Linked DNA regions of Mus musculus: region 2 is linked to region 1. The links are chromatin contacts, called in public Hi-C maps. All regions are on one chromosome and are shown on one strand. Each heading gives the region's core, a stretch centred on a gene start, on an enhancer-like site or on the middle of the called end of the contact. The rest is flanking DNA. Distances are from core to core; before and after follow the strand shown.

Evidence for each region. A called contact is a pair of places that touch in the nucleus more often than the background predicts.
Region 2: a contact with region 1 is called in a Hi-C map of the AML12 cell line, with 3 times the contacts expected there. The contact joins the enhancer-like site here to the promoter of Tsen15 in region 1. A contact is called at or near these places in 10 of 39 promoter capture datasets (the 3T3-L1 cell line, 3T3-L1-derived adipocytes, embryonic stem cells and 6 more), 41 of 484 Hi-C or Micro-C datasets (the 63-12 cell line, the AML12 cell line, B cells and 23 more), 2 of 115 datasets of contacts at active chromatin or transcription factors (both in bone marrow-derived macrophages) and 3 of 9 other capture datasets (adipose tissue, liver and macrophages).

What each region holds. Positions count from the first base shown.
Region 1 is chr1:152,384,845-152,388,861 of GRCm38.p6, forward strand. Tsen15 (tRNA splicing endonuclease subunit 15) reads right to left here and starts at 1,838. Exons shown (of 5, transcript NM_025677.3): 1 at 1,615-1,838. The coding sequence starts at 1,740.
Region 2 is chr1:152,496,541-152,500,208 of GRCm38.p6, forward strand. It overlaps Colgalt2 (collagen beta(1-O)galactosyltransferase 2), which reads left to right. Exons shown (of 12, transcript NM_177756.4): 8 at 3,365-3,471. Among named protein-coding and RNA genes, the nearest start is that of Gm51749, 42 kb to the right of the region's middle. Within about 2 kb of position 1,296, at least 72 of the 459 cell types and tissues checked have an H3K27ac peak or open chromatin away from gene starts, as enhancers often do. A contact at or near this core is called in the AML12 cell line, the MNK3 cell line, adipose tissue and 8 more, where this site is marked.

The DNA.
Region 1 (4,017 bases), core at 588-3,087:
GTATGGCTGATCAGATATTCCAGAACCTTGAGAGGGCAGACCTAATTGGCTGCATGATAAATGTGCAGGTTCAAAAGAAGGACTTTACGTGCCCCAGATCTCAAAAAGTGCTTGACAGTGGTACTGAGACATCACTTTGTGTTAGGCTACAAGGTCTAATTTGTTGTTCCTGGAAGAAAAAAAAAAAATCAGGAAGATTTGGTGGTTTATACAGCCATTAAGTTCAATGGGAAAAGAATCTGCAAGTAAGAAAACTGTCTAGAGGCAACATCAAACCTAGATGGAGTTTCAATGGGTTACTAATACTTATATAGTACTTTTTATGTCAGACACCTTATAAACATTACCCTATGAGGTTAAGTACTACCATTATCCCTATTTTTTAATGAAGAGAGGTAAATATACCGAGACACGTCAAAAAATTGAAACAGAACTGCGATGAAGTCAAACAAGTCAAAGTTTACCAACTTTGAAACAGAAATAAGATTCAAACTTGGGAAGTCTGAACTGGCCTCCATGTTCCTAGTCACTGTTGATGTCTTCTCTGTTTCTCTCTACATCCTCCCCTGTCGTTATGGTAACTAGTGACATTCCCACGCTATTGTTTATGGAGTCGATGATGGGAAATCAAAGAAAACACCAAGCATAGATGGGCGTGATGGCTCACACCTTTAATCCCAGCACTCGGGAGGCAGAGGCAGGCGGATTTCTGAGTTCTAGACCACCCTGGTCTACAAGGTGAGTTCCAGGACAGCCAGGGCTATACAGAGAAACCCTGTCTCGAAAAACCAAAACCAAAACAAACAAACAAAAACAAAAAATAAAAAAACCCACCAAGCTTCATGAAGTGCTGAAAGGTTCCTTTTTTAAGATTTGTATTTACAAATATTCGCTTTCCTTGATTGTTTTAACACACTTATCCGACTCAATAACTCTCAAAGGGGGGAGTTGCCATTTTATTAATGAACCAGTCCTGGAGGTCTCTGTACAGCCTTCATTCATTATCAGCAGACTGCTTGTGGCTTAACGGATACAAAGTTATCAATTTCCCAAGCAGAAGCAAGCAGAAGGTTATCCTTATTTTCCTTGAGGCCAACACAGAAAATACAATGTCAATAGTTCTCTGGCCTGTACAAGAACTTACTCAAGCTTTCCAAGAAAGAAGAAAAATTAGGATTCTGTCCCCATACAGAATCAAGATGCACACTTTGGGCCTAAGGCTAAGTGTAATACGACTGTGCCTAAATACATTATTTGCGGACTCCTAGATCTCAGCCGTAGTCCACAAACTGTTTCTGATCGGTTAGCTGTGGACTCAGCCCATCTCAGAAAGGACTACATAGTTAGGAAAACAGGTATTAATGGAGGGCTCATCAGCGGCCTCTGGGTTAAGAGTGGCCTTGGCAGCATGACAGGAATGGTGTTAATCTATACTATATAACTCATATAAACAAACAAAAATGACACTGCGGGCGACCAGTGGCCTTGCACTCGGGGGTCCCCCCCTACCCCACGCCGCGAGGCTGGCGTGCGTCCTCCGCCGAGACGCGGGCCGGAGAGGGAGCGCGGTGCCGAGGGCCGGGTCGGCGCCCTGCTGGCCTCGCGCCTCCTGACCTTAGGGTGTGTGCCCATCCAGGCGTCCTCCGGAGCCCATGTGTGGGCGCCGCCGCCATCGCGAACGGGAGCCGGGCCAGGCCCGCTACATCCCGGGGTAGGTTTGGAATCGCTGCGCTCCTCCATGCCGCCCGCGCAGAAAGCCGTGGTGCACCGCAAACCCCGCTCGGCCAGAAGCAGACGGTCCAGCGCGCGGGAGTTCCGCTTCCCGCCGCGCACACTGGGCGGAGAGTTGGCCGGGCCACGCCCTCTGACTAGGGACCGGCACCAGCGCGGATGAGCTCCGCCCCCTCCACCTTCCCTCTTCACCACCTCCAGTCTGGGCAGGTTGTAGGGTAGAGAAAGTTAACTAATAACCTGAATTCAGAATTCTTCAGCCCTTCATAAACCCGTGCTCTCTAGCTTGAGAAATGAAGGATTCTTAACCCGTCTTTGCCTTCAATTCCTGGGAGCAGAAAAAGACCCCATTCAATGCCCTGCTGTCGAAGTTTAAAATTAAAACACAGTTGTAAAGCAAGTCCATCTTTCAAGATTAGAAAAAAACATGAAGTGTTGAACGGGTACTGAGAACTAACGTAAACAAATGACTTAAAAAGCCAAAGATGTGACCCTTCAGACTGATGGGTAGGACATGGCAAGTGGGTTTGGATTTACCCTGAGTAAGAAAGGAGCCAGTGGAGGTTCCTGGTATTAAGAGGAGTGGTTACAAAGCCACTATATTAACCAAGACCAAAAAGGCTTCCAAAATTAAAAAAGTACCAGGCAAAAGAAAACTTGTGATTCAAAACGCAGTAGATTAAGAATCTTGTGTTGAACCAGGCAGTGGTGGCCCACGCCTTTAATCCCAGCACTTGGGAGGCAGAGGCAGGTGGATTTCTGAATTCGAGGCCAGCCTGGTCTACAGAGAGAGTTCCAGAACAGCCAGGGCTTCACAGAGAAATCCTGTCTCGAAAAACCAAAAAAAAAAAAAAAAAAAAAAAAAAAAGAATCTTGTGTTGAAACAAAACTTTGATGAGACCATTACATCCATCAGCAATGAAATACAACAAACCATATTTTTAATGGATGGAAATCTCAAGGGTCAAATCTCAAAAATGAAAATTTTTTTTAAAATCCAAATAGGTATTCTGTAGTTCAAGATTACAGTTTTGGAAATAAAGATTTCCAGTGGGTGATTTTTGACAACCAAAATGGAATTTGGGGGGAAGAGCAGGTGAAGTTGCAGATAGATCAAGAGAAATCACTACAGATGAACAAAGAGTGAGATGTTATTTTCATAAGTGTGAGGGTGGCAGGGGGCAAAGTGCCAGGCTTAGTGGTGAATGATCATGATCTCAGTATTCAGGAGGCTGAAATGGGAGGATTGTGATGTTGAGCCCAGCTGAGTCTACAGAGTGAGTTCTAGATCAGCCTGGACTATAGATCAAAACCTGTCACAGTAAACGAACACGCAGAGAATGAACAACGCCTTAAGGAGTTGCCCCATGTTAGTGAACTAATAGGAGAAGGAGGTAGAAAACACTGAAGAAATGATGGCCAATTTTTTTCACAATTTCAATGAAATAAATTTGCCATTACAAAATGATAAAAAAAGTACCAATTAAACGAGACATGAGTTCCCATTGTTGAAGAAAAGAAAAAGAGAAAACCTTAAATATATCAGAAAACTAACTACGAGCAAACTCCACCTACAAAGATTCATATGAAATCATTATTTTTGCCTCCATAAAACAGCTGTTGACACATTCTCCCAAAAGCAAATACTACTAAAATTAGGAGGCTCCCTGAAGCAGCAAACACTGACACTAATTCAAGAGATCAGAAATGAAGAAACTCTCCTCTCTGGCTCCTAGAGCTTAAATCGGTCAAAGAGTTAATAGCATTTGGTTGCTAAACTGAGAATGGAGATCCTGGAACTCAGGAGGGAGATCTGAGAGTAGATTCTATGTGAACAACACTCCAACATCTGCAAGGGAAGATTTTCTTTTTTTTTTTTTCTTTTTTCTTTTGATTGGCTATTTTATTTATTTTATATTTCAACTGTTATCCCCTTTACTGGTTTCCCCTCCTATCCCATCCCGCTCCCACTGCTTCTATGAGGATTACCCATCCACTCTCGACTCCTTGCAATGGCATTCCCCTATACTGGGGCATCAAGGCTTCACAGGACTAAGGGCCTCTCTTCCCATTGATGCCAGACAAGGCTATTCTCTGCTACATATGCAGTCATGGGTCCCTCCATGTGTACTCTTTGGTTTGTGGTTTAGTTCTTGGAAGCTCTGGTTGGGGGGGGGGTGTCTAGTTGGTTGATATTGTTGTTCTTCCTATGGGGTTGCAAACCCCTTCAGCTCCTTCAGTCCTTTCTCTAACTCCTCCATTGGGGTCTCTGTGCTCAGTCCAGTG
Region 2 (3,668 bases), core at 46-2,545, 110 kb after region 1:
GGCTTTTAGCTCAGTGGTAGAGCATCTTCTTAGGATAAGTGGAGCCCTGGGGTCAATTCCTAGCACCACAACGAAAAGGGGAGAAGAGGGAGAGGGTGAGAGGGAGAGAGGGAAGGGGGAGGGCCAGAGGGGAAGGAAGAGGGAGGGAGAGGGAGAGGGAGGTGTACAGTAAAGAGAGGAAGGAAGGGAAAGAGGGATGGAGGAAGGCAGAAGGGAATGGAGGAGGCAGAAGGAGGAGGGAGACAGGAAGAGAGGGAGGGAGGGAAGGAAGAAAGGAGAGAGTTAAGGAAAGAGGAGAGAAGAGTGGAAGGAAGGAAAGAAAGAAAGAGAATAATATAAAGAAGTGGTTTTCTTGGTAGAGTGTAAAACAGATGGTTGCCAGGGCCAGAACTGTGAGTCTGTTCCACGAGCCCTTCATGGCCCCTTATGTGGTTGCTAGTGCTGAGGAGTTTTGTGGTCTAGAGCTGTGACCTGCCAGGAGTCCACACACTGGGACAGAATTCTTCCAGGGCTTCTGGATTTAAGCCAAGCATTGTGCTTTGAGCTCAGTATGCTTTTTGGAAGAAAACGCCTTATCACATTGGAACATTAACATCTGTGTCTCCAAATCATGTTCATCCCAAGGAGCTAATGGACCTAGGAGTTGGGGATCTCTGCTACAAAACTGACTTGAAGCTAGACTTCCAAATGCAGGAAATGGGTAGTTCATAAATACCAAGTAGAGATTATGCCATTTTCACAGAAGGCAGAAAAAGGAGAGATGAATTTAAATGTAGCACAAAGTATAAATAGACCCTATTGAGTCTATTCCTATTTACTAAAAATAGAAAATAGTTTTCAAAACTGACCGGTGCTACAAGGGTGGGCTCACCAATGGTGGGTCCTTGCTGCGGGGCGGGGCCTGCCACACAGCTTCCTCTTGCCGAGCACAGTTCTCCTTCCCGGAGACTGTGGCCTCTCTTCATTTTCTAGGAAAGGGGGCCCATGTGTTTTTCAGTGTCTTCCTTTTTCCTCCTGGCATCACATTCTGTGAGGATCAGATCACAGTAAATGAAACAAAGACAGACCGGACCGGCTTGCTCCGCCTCGGGCAGGACCGTGGTGTTAGTGCCCTAGAAAGTGAGGCAGCCCAGGACTTTGCTTTCCACAGCCCAGGATAATCATCTCTCTGTCTGCAGCAGACATGGGCTGTGGAAAAGAGGTGTCAGAGGTCTTTTCCGCCCTCCAATCCTGTGACCTGGTTGCTAGCGTCTGGCTGTATTAGGCACTCGGTTCTTTGCTCTGTTTACTAAGTATGAGCAAGCCGTCTGTGTTTTCCCTTCATGGCTACTGGGTTTATTGCCCTTGTCCTGGCAGGGCCCAGGGCGGGACTATTATTTACTGAAAGCTTCCTCGACTGGAGGCCTCTGGTTTGCAGGGGACTTTTTGGATGCTTCTCTGTTTGTTTTGTTTTGTTTTGCTTTGTCTCCTTGGGTGACCTCAGATGGCTCTGTGGATGCGAGAAGGATATGCCGTTTCCTTCCTATGTCTGTAAAACCAGGCAATGGAACATAATCCTTGACAGTTAGGATTCTAAAGACAGAGAAAATGAAAAAAGACGGCACATGCTTTAAGCTACATAGTCCCAAATATATGTCACACAGAAATTATGGTGGATTTTTTTTGTTTTATTAATAACTATCCAGTTAAGTAAGAGGGTATCAAATCATACTGAGTGCCTGCCCTGCCCAGCATCTCCGGAGATGATGCACAGAACATTCTGTTGCTCCCAGGACTCTATATGTGAACAGAGATGAGACTCTCTTACAGGGGAGAGTTGAAAGCTTAGTATAACTTCTGATGCTGCTAAAGCATATATTTAAAATTATACTCAGAGTAACTATTGAGCCAAAGCTCAGTGCAATATAGTCTGGACCTCAGCCTGATTGCATGATAAGATTTCTGCACAGGTCTCATAACATGAAGCCAACTTTACTATAAGCCACTATGCACAGATTTTCATAGGTACAGGGCTTGAGGGGTGGGTTTGCTCAAACCCCTCCTTTTCCAAACAGCAGAGCTAACTACACAGAGAAAATAAATACTGTCCCCAGAGTCACCTCGACAGTCAGGAGGCAACGAGTGTCCTCTGCCCTGTTCCTGTAGGTTTCTCCCTCACTGGGATGTAGATTCCTGATGGCTGTTAACATCTCCCAATAGTTTAATATTCAAAATCAGCTCATCAGTGCTTGCAGCCAGAGGCCTTTATTCAAAAGCTAACTTATGCACTGGTAAGACAGTCTGGTGGCTGAAAGCACTTGCTGTCAAGCTAGAAGATTGTCAATTGTCCTCTGACCTTCTCGACACTCACAGCAATGCAGTTACACTATACACACTAAATAAATAAATGAATAAATAAATACATACATACATACATACATACATAAAACGCTAATTTCCCTACAGCAGTCTTCATGAGGCTTTAGTTGCCTTATGATGTCTATATGTTAGTACTGCTATCATCTAGGCATTTCAGGCCAGGGTAAAGGGTACAGGCAGACTTGGCCCTCGCTCAGAAAGCCCGAATGCACATCCATCTGTATTCACAAGCCAGCAGGTGCCCTCTGTTGAGCACTCAAAAAAAAAATCTCATACCGAAATCATGTTTTATGCTACTCTCTCCTCGGTCAAGGGTAACAACCAGGGAACTGGGCCCTTTTCTTCAATGCCTTTATCCTTTTAGATTTAGGGGTTGAAGAATTCTGGCAAAAAAAAAAAAAAAGCTTGTGAGACGGAGATCTTGACATTCATTCTGAACACATGAAGACTCGGATCTTTCTTAGTTTTTGAAAGCTGTAAAGCTTACCTAGTGGGTGTGAATTGTGACGATACCAAGCATAGTACTTGTGCAGTAGAGCCACAGTGGTCCCCATTCCAGGATGAGGAGACTGAGACATGGAAGCAACAGGCCTTAGGCAAACAGCAAGCGGCAGTATTAAACCTGAAGTACGTGGATGCATTTAGTCATTTGGCTTGATTAAGCCATTTAGCAAAACACAGCTCCCCTTCTGAGCTGTGTATGTGCATTTTAATTCACCTTTGGCCTTTGGGGTGATCATTTTTTGAACTTTATTTGCTCAAGACAATAGAGAACGTGACCATCGGTGACTATCAGGTTAGGCCATTGCTGATGGTTATATCTAGAAAGCAGCTTAGTTCTGATAAATAGGTCCTCGCCCGTGAACCCAATAAGGAAGACAAAGCCATAGCTTTCTTCCCATCCCTTACCCCTCTGGTCCTCACATCCGTTTTGCTAAGCTTTTCAACCAACCCAAAATAACTCCCAGCCACTCGTGTTTCTTTGCCCTTTTGTATCCTGCATTAGATTTTCATGATCAACCTCAAACGCAGGAAGGACAGGCGGGACAGGATGCTGCGCACACTCTACGAACAGGAGATCGAGGTCAAGATTGTCGAGGCCGTGGATGGGAAGTGAGTCACTCCTCTGCCCGCCCCCTTGCAGGTGTGGTTGGAGCCTTGTCCGACTAAGAAGGAGTCCTGGAGGGAGGGACCTCTGAGGTTCTGACCACGGAGGGGACCTGATCCTCCAGTCTCTGGCCACCCTCAGAGCTGTGGTGGTTTCTCATGTAATAGAGGGAATGTGTTTGAAACCATGTTCAGGTCTGCAG